Regions from separate parts of the Mus musculus genome. Here region 2 is linked to region 1. The links are chromatin contacts, called in public HiChIP or PLAC-seq maps. All regions are on one chromosome and are shown on one strand. The core of a region is the stretch at or near the end of the contact, and the rest is flanking DNA. Distances in the headings are between cores, read along the strand shown.

Region 1 (6,600 bases), core at 907-3,406:
TTTAGGCATGATTTTATTTCATTTAAATCATTTTTGGTTTGTTTGAGGAAAGGTCTTACTATATAACTGAAGCTGATCTTGAACCTCCAACCCTCTTGCCTCTATCTCCCAAGTGACGTGGTTACAGGTATGCACCACAGTGACTACATAAAAGTCATTTATATACATGGAGAAATTTCACAGTATGGTTTTAAGTTTTTATTAAAAGTGTTCCTTAAAGCTTTAAAAAAAAGATATCAGTGACCTCATACTGTGCTATCATCTGCTGTGACCATAATTTATTATTGGATATTTAAGATCTGTCATTGTTTGCTATTATAAATAATGTTGTGATAAACATCCTTCTATATAAATCTCTGAATGACTTTCTGCATACCATCTGTCCCCTGGAGCCCCTTGATTGGTGACATCTACCTTCACTATCTGACAGTGGACATGTGGAGCTAAGGCTGTTGCAGCCAGAACTTGTCAAGAAGACAAATAGGGATGCATCGACCTGACTCACATGCATAAACAGACTGGGGACAACTCTGATCTTGCAGGCCATTTGTTTGGTTAGAAGTCGGATGCTTACAGTATATTCCAAAAGAACAAAGGTGACCTTAGAGGAAACCAGCCATTTGGAATCCAATTAATCAAGCGTCAGGGCAGTTTGGCATCCAAGAGCTAGAATCATCACAATCTGACAGCTTCTCATGGAGGAGTAGCATTCAGATAAGGATATGGAAGAGGTGTTACCTTGTGGACGATCTCTTGGGAACAACAGAGAATTTCAACTTTCAAAGCTAAGCAGATTTGAGCGTTGCAGAAGTCCTTTGTAGAAAGGGAAGGAAAAAAAAAACCTACCTAAAATGTCATATTTACTGAAGATTGAAAAAGCAACCCTTTGTCAGGCTGAAACACCATGCCACTAGAGTACTTGAAATTTGAGATCATGTGCCTTCAGTGACTCTGATCCTAACAAAATTTAACAGTCGGGGAGGTCACTTATTTTGTCAGCATATTACAGTCAACAGACTCAAAATCTATATTTAAAAAGAACCGATCTAATTTTCAGCCACCCAGGCAACACACACAGATGCTTAGCACTCATCTTCATTAGCCTCAGAGGAGAAACTTCTTACCTTTGACCTAGAATTTATTTAATCTTTTAGGACAGAGCCGGAGACTCCCAATCTAAATTCCAGGTATTTAATATGCTCGGCTGCTGCTCTCTGCTTCCTGGTGATAATTTTATTAGTAGCTCTTAACACCTATTGTACTAAATTGCCATATTAATATTAATATCAGAGTGTGAAGAATTCAACTGATAAATGGTATGCAAATTAGCTTAATGCAGACTTTAATGGGTTAGAGCACTAAAAAGTTCTTGGAGACAAAGTAACCAAAGAGCTAAAGGATCAACTTGTCCTCACTGAAAGGAAAAAGTTACAAGGAAAAGAGAAATACTTTAAAGTACGTGTGAGTCATTTTTAATCAAAATAATAATTATTGCTGGCCCGATCTTTGATTATACTACGGACAACAAATAGGAAATACTTTTAAAAGGTTTGTCCTTATTTTTAATGATCCGTATACATGTGTGTCTCTGTGCAAGTTTGTACACGTGAATATAGGTGCCCGAAGGAGTCCCAGAAGAGGGTGAGTTGGATCTAGGCATTTGCAAAAAGAAGAGTTGGTCAGGGTTATGATAGAAACCATGCATCCCCAAACCAAAGAATATCAAGGACTGCTGGCAATTACTGGAAGCCAGAAGAGGAAGGATTCCTCATGCCCAGCCATTCTTGAAAGCATCTTGCTTTCAATACTAAACAGGAAGTGCTCTGAGCTCGCGGAAGGAAGGGGGAAATGCGTTGACATGGATCAGTATTTTCAGGACCCTCTTAGAAACCCCACCACCAACAGCAGAGCTGACATTCCACAGCACATGCCAGGCCCTTACTCTTAGGTCGTAGAGAAGTGGCCTCCAAAGCAGCAGTGTTGATGAGGATGACTCTAAGTCGACCCCAATGGAGCGCGGTTTTTCCAAGGAAACAGAAACAGAAAGTCTTTTTCAGAAGCCTTTGCTGGTTTAGCTGAATGCTCCTGACCACAGCTTCCAGCTAACTTTGAAACACTTCTGACCACAGCTGTAGCACTTCCACTCTCTGAGCAGCTGCTCCTCACCACAGGTCCCGGTGTAACACCACAAGTGATTGCAGCTGGCTTCTGTTCTCTACTGTCCAAGGCAGCCAGTCACTTTCTTTTTATGAAAACTGATCTTTCTCTCCACAGAGAATGGCTGTGTTCAGTGGTTTCTTGCAGTACCTGCTTACTCTTAACTGTAGGTGGCCCCTGCCTCACAAATGACTCCTTTGGTGGCTTTGGTAGTGGCTTGGAGGTGGGGAAGAGATTTTTTTTAGTATCTTCCTTTTTTTTCACCCAGAAGAGAGGTGTAAGACCCCCTTTTGGGGACCCCCACTCTAGTCTCGGGAGAGAGAGAGCACAAAAAGAAACACGAGAATCCTTTCTTGCTGTAAACACAGGAGGCAGTTTAATGGCAGAGCTCCAGGTGGAAACATATCTCATGCAGGAGACAGTGGATTCCACCCCGAGGCTCGAAAGCTAGGGGTTTTTATGGGGTAAGGGGTTTAGGGGTGTGGAATTCAGCATAGTGACACACTATTGGCTTATTCAAACATCAGCAGAAAAATTACATGTACGTGCAGGATGTCAGAGTTTTGTGAGCTATTGACTCAGTTCAGATAGCCCTGTTATGTCTTCACATTCCTCTTTATCTCTATGGTCAAGCTGTTCCCAGGAATGTTTTAACTATGGGGCATGCCCCGGTTTGTTTTTCTTTTTTTCTCAGCCCCAGGCAGCCTCTAGGCTCACAAACAACCAGCAATTTCTGAGTACTTTATATGACTTACAGGTCTTGAAATTTCACCTTTCTTTCAGAGGAAGGGATTAAATGACCACTATGAATGTTGTATGTAGATTCCTGGGGGACCATCTCCCCTCCCCCATGGGGTTCCTTTCCTCTCTGAGATCTGTTTTGTAGGGGAGAGCAGCCAAGTCAGCTTTGGAGAAAGCTTCTTGACTCTTACTTTGGGATGTGGTCCTATTTAACAGATCTTATTCTTGAATTGTCTCAGGAAGCCTGAGGGTAGGAGGCATACAAGCTTTCTCTACTCTCAGTGCCAGAAGTCCATGGGTGGCTTGCGTGGGAGGATGATGGACCAGTGAATCCTAGAGGAGATGCCAACTCAACTCTAATTACACTAGGAAAATATGTTTTCTCAGGGCCTTTCCTGCTCATTTTTTTCTCATTTTGTATTACAAGATCTTTATGATGTTGTCAAGGATTTAGGATTAACGAGAGGAGGAAGGGCTGCATTTAATATGCAAAATGCAGGAAGATTTCTACCAGGTGGCTGTGGCTCGTGGCCTGAAGTGGGTGTCCACCCCCCACTCCCCTGCATTGGAGACTTACAGAAGCAGCGTCTACACATCCCTGTGTAGGGTGAGGAAGGAGAAGGAAGACCCTAAGGTTTTGACATCAACTATAAGATCAGGGTCAGCTGTGTTGTGTGTGATTCATCTCAAAACTAGGCATTCTTAAAAGAATGCGGTGGTTGCCAGCAGTACCTCCTAGGACCCGGATCAGTCCCTGCTACACTGTGCAAACTGAGAAGTGGTTTGTGAAATGAATACACGAAAGTTGGGTATTTGTGACGTTTATTATGGACTCTCTGGCTTTCTGTCTGTTCTGTTGAAAAAATGCTATGGATTTTTATTACTTTTAATTGTGACAATAGTGTTTCTCACTGGCTTCAAAGGTCCTCTGATGTCTCTATGTACTTTGTGCAATGTGAGACAGTTTGCTCAATTGATAAAGGCATTTTGACTCAGAAATGTGACACAGGACAACAGATGCTGGCATTAGATAGGGGATGATCAAACGGCAGAGGGGGTGGAAGAGTAACAGTATGACAACGAACGACACAAGAGAATTTTGCCCAGCAATTTATGACTATGCCAGTTTACTCTACGTATAATGACTTACAAATTTTTTTAGATTATACAAAGTAATAGTTTTTTATTATGACATCCCTGAACATATGTATCATTATACTGCATTCCCATCCAGTTTCCTCACTTCTTGTGCATTGTTTTTGAATAGTAAATTCACTTATCACTAGGCACGCTAATCTGGGCACCTCCCAGGGTTCAGTATTTCCACCTTTATGTTTGCACACCTCACCGCTCCCAGCGTACAGATGTTTACTGTTTTCTCACGCATCGATGACCCTATCTTTACACAGTAGAGTTGGTTTTCATCCTTGGAGCACTGTGGGGGCAACAGGCAGACACAGTTGGAAGTGTGGGCTTCAAGGGAAGAGACAGTGTGAGGCACCACAGACAATCATTTGGAGCCCGGTGTTACTTAACCCTTCTCCATAGGACTCGGTTCCTTGATGGCGATTAGTAGAAAGCTGAAACTAGAGTGAAGTCCCAAAGTACCCAACAGTTGCTGCATGGTGAGATAAAAATTTGAGGCAGTAGAATACTCTCTCCTAACCTAGCAAGATTCCAGAACTGGGCCCCTGTGATCCCTGATGGGCCTTATGGCCCACATCCAACCAGGATGTGAGCTATCTCTCTCATTCACTATGTTCACACCATTCGTCCAAGGCCTGTGATTGGTCCTTTTCTCTGGGCACTTCTTATTAACATTACAGTTTTTATTTATTAGCTATGAACACTGAAACAATACGTTATGCCATGCATTTTGCATACTTTATTGAATCCTTACAAGTCCATGACCTATCCTGCAGCGTTTGTCAGGGATCAAACAGTAGATGTTAGGGACAGGTATTTTATTAAGTGACCCACAAACTTCAGCATGTTGACATAACCCTACATAATATTTACTCATTTTATACTAGAATATTACTTGGTTGTAATATTCTGTGGCCTGTAATTTTAATAAGCAGTTAATTTGGGTGATTCTCCTATGAGGGCTGCTTTTGGATGCACCTTATTTCTGCATAATTCACACAAATCTTGTGTTCAGGAAATGGCCTTCCTGCTTTATTTTGTGTGTGTGCCTGTGTCTGTGTCTCTGGTTGTGTGTGTATGTGTGTGTGTAGGTGACAGAGGCAGTCATCAGATGTCTTCTTGGATTACTCTCTACCTTATCTTACAGAGGCAGAATGTCTTGTTGAACTTGGAATGTGCCTACTTTAGTTAGTCTGTAGCCAACTGGAGAAGGTAAGAGTTCTGGGAAAATATCATTCATTGTCAGAAAGGATGCAGCTGGAGAAGACCAAAGGATTGTTCTACCTTGCTTAAGAAGCCAGTTCTTTCCTGATTTGCTATGGTTCCATCACCACTATTTTTGTGTCATTGTGCACCGAGCCTGTTTATTTTCAACACCTAAGGGACATTCCCATCCCGTCTAACAATGATTCCTTTAACACTTGGCCCTCACACTTTCACCATTACAAAATCCATCTCAGTTCTCACACAGCTCTGTATTAAAGTGAGTCATGCAAGAACTGTCTAATGTGAGTTCTCTAAGGACGGTGAACAATCTGAAAGGAACAAAGAGCCCTTTATGTTCAATCCCCTCACCAGACTGTACGAGAACTTCCATAGGTGGGATGCTAAATGGTTTGTTGCTGAATGAATTTCCCCTTCCTGTTGGTTGGTTGGTAGTGGATATTTCTGTAATTCAGACAGAACATTTTATATCCATAAAAATAGGCTCCCTAAGGGAGCCATTTCTTTTCTAAATTTTGAAAAGAGAATGCCCAATTACTTTGATATTCCACTTTGTATTCTTTTTTTCCCCCTTAAATTCATCTTTGATAGAGAAGGGAAAGAGTAGCAAAGGGCAGAATGTAATCACCAGCATAGTTTAAGCAAGATGGCATTCAATTCAACTTAACATTACTAGGGCCACAACTTGCTGTGAATGGGTTGGGTATGAAATACATTTCTAAATTTCTCTTTCTTTGTAAGTGTACTGGTGTATGCTCCTTAATCGTTCTACTTCTAGCATAGTTCTCTGTGATGCTGACTTTGGAGAGATTAAAGACTAGTGGAGACATAATCAGCTATTTTCTGATTGGATTTGAGTCTTCATCCACAGGAGGTACAACATGTCTGGTGCTCTAAGACTGGTTAAAAACCTATAGTCAGGGAGCTCACAGGCTCTAGGAGCTGTGTGTGTGTGTGTGTGTGTGTGTGTGTGTGAGAGAGAGAGAGAGAGAGAGAGAGAGAGAGAGTGTGTGTGTGTGAGTGTGTGTGTGAGTTTGTGTGTGAGTGTGTGTGTGAGTTTGTGTGTGAGTGTGTGTGTGTGTGAGTTTGTGTGTGAGTGTGTGTGTGAGTTTGTGTGTGAGTGTGTGTGTGAGTGTGTGTTAGAGTGTGTGTGTTTGTGTATGAGTGTGTGTGTATGTGAGTGTGTGTGTGAGTTTGTGTGTGAGTATGTATGTGAGTGTGTGTGTGTGTGTGTGTGTGAGTGTGTGTGTGAGTGAGTGTGTGTCTGTGTGTGAGTGTGTGTGTGTGTGAGAGTGTGTCTCTGTGTGTGTGTGTGAGTGGGTGTGTGTGTGT
Region 2 (6,756 bases), core at 3,994-6,493, 290 kb before region 1:
AGTCGGATTTCTGAGTTCAAGGCCAGCCTGGTCTACAAAGTGAGTTCTAGGACAGCCAGGGCTATACAGAGAAACCCTGTCTTGAAAAACAAAAACAAAGAAAAGATCAAAAGTCCCCTTGGGCCCGAAGACTGCCCTGAAGTGGTGTTGATATACCCAGTGAGAGTCTACTGGAGAAAACTGATTATTCCCTTTGCCAGCAATGTCCACTTCCCTCTCCCAGTGCCAGGATTCCTTCTGGCTTGAACCTGTGCAAGGCTTGTAGGTGCTGCCCCAGCCTCTGTGAGTTCACACATGCACCTGTCCTACTGTATCTGAAAGACACTGTTTCCTCGGAGTCATCTGTCACTTTTAGTACTTGCAATCTTTTCATCTCCCCTTCCAATGAGGTCCCTGAGCCTTGATAGGAGGGAGGGTTATGATGAAGACATCCCACTTAGGATGGTGTGCTCAAAAATCTCTCATTCTCTTCATACTGTCCAGCTGTGGGTGTGTTAGTTCCCAACTACAGCAAGAAGTTTCTCTGATGAGGGTTAAGCCAAGCACTCAACTATGGGTATAGTAATATGTCATTAGGGACCATTATATTCCTGTGACCTTTTAGCAGAATAAAAGCAATGGATTTTCCCCCTAAGCCGGTGACCTGTCTAGTCTCAGGTTCTTGGCCACCCAAGCAGTGTCAGATATGGTACCATCTCACAGAGTGGGCCTTAAATCCCATCAGAAAGTTGGTTCCTCCCATATTTATGCCACCATTGTACCAGTATATCTCTGCAGCAAGTTACTGTGGTAGTTCACAGGCTGTGTGGCTGAGTGGTGGTGATGACTGCTCTCACCTCTGCCCTGTGCAAAGCGCATCCAGTGCCACGGATGCTAAGTCAGTAGGGGTGGAGCTTCTGGTTGGGCCCCAGCTCGACTTCTCTGTGTTTGATAGCAAGAGTCAGTGTTGTCTCAGTAAGAGGGCCTCATCATCATATCTGAATGCTTGGTCTTCAGGGAGGGACACCTCTTAAGAGGGGTTGGGAGGTGTGGCCTTTGATGGAAGAAGTATGTCACTGGGGGTTTGGGAGCTTTGGGGCTTCAAAAACCCAAGGTAGACCCTAGTGTCTCTCTTGCTACTTACAGATCTGGCTCTAGAACTCTCAGTTACTTTAGCAGCCTGCATGCCGCCATGCTCCCCTCCATGCTGACAATAGACTAATCTTCAGAAGCCGCAAGTCCCAATTAAATGCTTTCTTATGTAAGAGTCGCTGTGGCCATGGGGTCTCTTCACAGCAATGAAACAGCCTAAGACAGAAAGCAGCCAAACCTCTTTCCTAAGCTTGTGAGCATCAGAAACCGGGGAGCAGTTAGAGGACCTGGCCTTGCTGCGAGACAAGAGAAATACGTAAAGAAGCAAGGCGTGGGGATGCTAATTACCTTGATTCAGTCTGCCTACACTGCGCATTCATATACCACACATCATCATGGATCTGCAGTACATAGAACATGAAATTATAAATCGCCAACCAAATAAAACTTTAGAAAATGAAAAAGCTCTTTGAGGAAAAAAAAAAAAAAAGACTTTGCACCTAAAAATAAATCTTAGGGAAGGATTTTCAAATTTCTTATTCCATCTCAGGTGCCATAGTCAGAGAAGTAATGTCTTTAATTGCAAATGCATACTTAGCATTGCTCCGTACATGGCCTGCCTTTATTTACATAGTCTTTCTTTCTAATAACAGTAACCTGGCCCAAGAGGACAACATAGGCTCCACTACCCTTCTCATTTTGTACATGTCCCATCTTTCTCCCACTTGAATAAATAAAATTCTGAACTTTATATTCATTATTTCTTTGGGTATGTTTGTGTGTTGTTTTTTTCCCCTGTGAGGGTTTGACACGGGATCTCTCTAGCCCTCATTCGTTAGGAAGTTGCTATGTAGACTAGGGTAACCCTTCAATACACAGTAATCAGCCTTCCTTTGCCTCCCAAGTGCTGGGATTAAAGGTGTGGGCCACCAAGCCTGGCTAGTGGTGGGTTTTCTGAAGTGGGCCAGCTGGCCTGCAATTGTTAGACTCAAGTAATCCTTCTGTCCTAGACTCCTCTGTACATTGCCTACTTTGCCCAGCCAATAATATCTTAATGACTTCATGAGTATTCCTAGGTGTGTGTGTGAATGTGTGATATATATATATGTATATACACACACACATACATATATATATGTATATATATTCAATTTTAATTTTTTAAAAGGATTTTATGCTGAGTGTGACCCTTTGGGACCTTTAGTTTTTCCTAGATACTCTTTAATGATTTTTCGATATTGTAGGGTATTGAATTTTTTCCCTGATGAATGCTATATAATATATTAAATAAAAAGGGTGGAGAGATAGCTCAGCAATTAAGTTCACGTGCCGCTCTTCCAGAGGATTCAAGTTTGATTCCCAACACCCACATTAGGCAACTTATAACTTCCTGAAACTCCATTGATCTAATGCCTTCTGGCCTTGGATGTACCTGCACACATATGACAGGTAAATAAAAATAGATCCTTTTTGTTTGTTTGTTTGTTTAATTCTATTTTTGTTTCTTGAGACAGATTTTCTGGAATTCACAGCTGGCCTGGAACTCACTCCATATCCCATGCTGGCCTCCAACTCAGAGATTTCTCTGCCTCTGCATCCCAAGTTCTGGGATTAAAGGCAGGCGCCACTTCCTGGCTCTAATAAAAATAAATCTTAAAAAAAATAGTATTCATGAAATTCCACAGGTTATCTATTTCCATACTGATATTTAGGTTGTTTTCAGGTTCTTGAAGACCAACCATATAATTTTAATAAAAATGAGAAAATGTCTGCTAATAAAAACACTTAAAATTTTTGCTGTGTGTTGTGGCACACACCTTTAATTTCAGAAACTTGGAAGACAGAGGCAAATGAGTCTTTGTAAGTTCCAGGCTAATCTGGTCTACATAATGAGTTCCTAGACAGCAGGGCTATGTGAGAAAGATCCTGTCTCAAAAAAATTAATCTGAGTTAAAAAATTATTTAATGTGCATGAGTGTTTTGCCGCCATGTATGTATGTATACCACATGGTGCCCAGAGAGCTCAGCAGAGGGCATTGGATTTCCTGGCAGTGGACTTCCTGCTCTGTGTGAGCCATTACGAAGGTGCTGGGAATCAAACCAAGGTCCTCCGCGGAACAGCAAGTGCTCTTAACTGTTGAGCCTTCTCAAATGTAGAATGTATTAGTGTACAAACTATAAATCCATTCATAATCCAATGCTCAGGAGTAGCCAGTATTAAAACCTGGGCTGTCTCTCTTAATTATCTTCTTACAAAAATGTCTGCTGTATGTGCAACAGGCATATGCTGTACACATACTGGTTTTGCTTGCTTTGCTTTTCTGAGACAGGGTCTCACTGTGCTGCTCTAGCTGGTCTGAAACTTGCTATGGAGAGCAGACTCCAATTCACAGAGATCTGCTTCTGCCTCCCCAGAGGTTAAAGGCGTACACCACCACACGTAGCTTACATACTGCTTTGCTTTTGTTGTTTGTTTGTTTGTCTAATTTTGAGATGACGCTATATATATATATATATATATATCATACTATATAGCCCTGGATGGTCTGGAGTTCTCTATGTAGACCAGGCTGGCCTTGAACCACCTGCCTTTGCCTCCCAGAGCTGGGCTTAAAGGTGTGTATTATCTTGCCCAGTTTTTTTTTTTTTTTAAATGGGATCGGTAACTTGCTATTCTCCAAAATAATATAATGTGCTTATCATCACTATTAGGTTCTACTTTATCCTTTAAAACAGCCTAGCAGGAAGCTGGAGAGATGGCTAGGAACACTGGCTACTCTCCCAGGGAACTAGGGTTCACTTCCGATCACCCGCATGATGTGTCACAAATTAGTAAAATCTTTTTACCAGTTTAATAGTTCCTTGGTATTTTCCTGCTATCATTTATTTCACAGACCTCTGATTTATGGAAATTTAGGATATTTTTGCTTTTCTGCTATTATCCAGTTGGAATAGATATTTCCTATGTATATTTTTGGCATGCATTTAATAATATTTTCTGTAAAGATTCTTATATGTGTTTTTTTTTTTTTTTGCTTGTGTGTATAGATGTGTACCATGTGTGTGCCTGGTACCCATGGAGGTCAGAAAGGAAGTTGGAGCTCTTGGAACTATATTTATTTTATATATATACACACATATATATATATATGTATATGTGTATATATATATGTATATGTGTATATATGTGTGTGTGTGTATATATATATAGTGTGTTTTGAGGCAGGGTTTCTCTGTGTAGCCCTGGCTGTCCTGGTACTCACTCTGTAGACCAGGCTGGCCTTGAACTCAGAAATCTGCTTGCCTCTGCCTCCTGAGTGCTGGGATTAAAGGCGTGTGCCACCACCGCCTGGCTGGAACTGGATTTATGGATGGTTATGAAGCACCACCTTGAGAGTGCTGGCAAATGAACCCAGGTCTTCTGTAAGAGCAAAAAGTGTTCTTACTGCTAAGCCATTTCTCCAGCTCCTACATTTCTAGAGGTGGGATTGCTAGAGGGAAGGGTTATACATTTACAATTTTGATCTATTTTTTACCTGCATTTTGAAGATTACTCTCCACAAATCAGTCGATTTGCATTTATAACATCACAGTTTAGGGCCCAGAGCAGGGATACCTAGCCCAATTCAATGTTCAAACGAAACATCCTGGAGGAGGTCCCGGGTTCACTTCATCTCGTTTTGTTTTATTGAGAGAGGGTCTAACTATGTGGTCCTGGGTGGCCTAGAACACACTGTGTAGACTAGCCAGCCACTAAACTGCAACGATTATTATTTTCCTGCCTCTGCCTTCTGAATGCTGGCATCAGAGGTGTGGGCCACCCTTTGTGGCATGTTCCCCACTGCCCAGTATTAGTGAAATTTAGTCTAGCCATCAAAAAGAGCAGAGAGTAAGGTTCCGGGTACAGATCAGTAGCAGAACCACATGAGACCTTGGATTCCAACCTCAGCAAGTGTACACACACACACACACACACACACACACAGAGAGAGAGAGAGAGAGAGAGAGAGAGAGAGAGAGAGAGAGAGAGAGACAGACAGACACAGAGAGAGACAGAGACAGAGAGACAGAGACAGAGACAGAGACAGAGAGACAGAGAGACAGAGAAAACACAGATAAAAGATCAGCAACAGGAAACCACAGAACCACAGACCGAGAGTGCTCCGGGCTGACTTCCTGTGTTTGTACTCTCTGTTGTCCTCTTTGCCCTCTCCAACAACAGGTATTTTTGACGCGTTTTATCTTTGCTAAGTAGGATTTCTGCCTTTCTTTGTTAACATAGATTTCTTTACCTGCCAGAATGACTTGATCCATTTCCTGGTTTGTAGGAAGCAATGGCTACAGAGGGTGCTTCCTCAGAACTCATAGAAAAAAAACGTACGAAGTTGCTCAGTGTCCTCCAACAAGATCCGGACTCTATCTTGGACACGTTAACCTCTCGGAGCCTGATTTCTGAGAAGGAGTATGAGACTCTGGAGGAAATCACAGATCCCCTGAAGAAAAGTCGGAAGCTGTTAATTTTGATACAGAAAAAAGGAGAGGACAGCTGTCGGCGTTTCCTCCGGTGTTTGTCTAATGCCTTTCCAGAGTCAGCGTCCACAGTGGGCTTCAAGCACGGTAAGTGGAGCTTTTAAAGTTTGAAGCAAAGGGGGAGGAAGCAGGTTTTCTAGAAGAGAAAGAGAATTGTTTCTGGTTGTTTGGATCTGACTTCCTGAGACGAGTTTTACTGAAATGTGAAACAGAATGTGTGTCGTTTCCAAGGCAGGGAGCAGTGGATCTCTCTGATCCAGGAGCTTGGCAATGGCTGATCACACTGTTCCAGCGTTTTCAGCTACCGTCTGGTGCCTGTTGCTTTGGCGGGGATTTGAAAAGAGCCCATTGTTGATAATGGCACCATCTAGGGTTTTCCTGTTTGTGTGAGTAAATTTGGAGATGTTTACATCCCCAGAGACCTTTGGATAGCCACGCTGAAGGTACAGGGAAAACCATTTTAAATGAACCAGTTGGAAGATCAGTAGCTCCTTGTCTGTGATAGGAACAGTAGTTTCTAGAAGTGTAGCTTCTCCATTTGATAAGTGATAAAGGTCTTGAAATTGATGCTTTATAAAATATGGTTATTTTTCTTTCTTAAAAAATCTGTTTATTCTAAAAATTTGTCCAGTCCCAAACTTTATCCAGCTAAACAGTTAGAATGACCATGAACCATGGATCTTCTCTCAGGGTTTTAGTCTTCGACTTTTTGACTTTTAGTTACATTTTTATTTACTTATCCCCATAAAAAGAGGAGGAAGGAATGATGATGGAGTTCAAACTGGGAGTGGAGGAAAAGTAGGTTTTTCTTCTATAATAAATATTGACTATACTTTTTTCTATCCTAATCCCTCTCAGAAAAAAATTGTATGAATTTTTTTAAAAATAAAAAATAGCTTTATATCTTCTTTCATGACGTATGCCCTTTTACCTGCATTCTGTCCTTTGTAACATAATAATATCTTTTGCTTGGTCTCCTTTTCAAATGTCATATGTAGAACCTACATTTCTATATATGCATACTAAATATGTATGACAAGAAAGTAGGAGAGCGAGCCGGGCAGTGGTGGTGCACGCCTTTAACCCCAGCACTCAGAAGGCAGAGACAGGTGGATTTCTGAGTTCCAGGCCAGTCTGATCTACAGAGTGAGTTCC

The links. HiChIP or PLAC-seq counts read pairs in DNA pulled down with a chosen protein or histone mark.
Region 2: a contact with region 1 is called in an H3K4me3 HiChIP or PLAC-seq map of bone marrow-derived macrophages, with 2.7 times the contacts expected there. The contact joins the promoter of Card6 here to the enhancer-like site in region 1. A contact is called at or near these places in 2 of 39 promoter capture datasets (the C10 cell line and pre-B cells), 1 of 15 datasets of contacts at CTCF or cohesin (CD8 T cells), 7 of 484 Hi-C or Micro-C datasets (the G1E-ER4 cell line, LSK cells, Th1 cells and 4 more) and 2 of 115 datasets of contacts at active chromatin or transcription factors (CD8 T cells and bone marrow-derived macrophages).

The regions. Positions count from the first base shown.
Region 1 is chr15:4,812,492-4,819,091 of GRCm38.p6, reverse strand. No RefSeq gene overlaps it. Among named protein-coding and RNA genes, the nearest start is that of Mroh2b, 83 kb to the left of the region's middle. Within about 2 kb of position 2,156, at least 89 of the 459 cell types and tissues checked have an H3K27ac peak or open chromatin away from gene starts, as enhancers often do. A contact at or near this core is called in CD8 T cells, LSK cells, Th1 cells and 3 more, where this site is marked.
Region 2 is chr15:5,107,020-5,113,775 of GRCm38.p6, reverse strand. Card6 (caspase recruitment domain family, member 6) reads left to right here and starts at 5,243. Exons shown (of 4, transcript NM_001163138.1): 1 at 5,243-5,293; 2 at 5,400-5,688. The coding sequence starts at 5,406.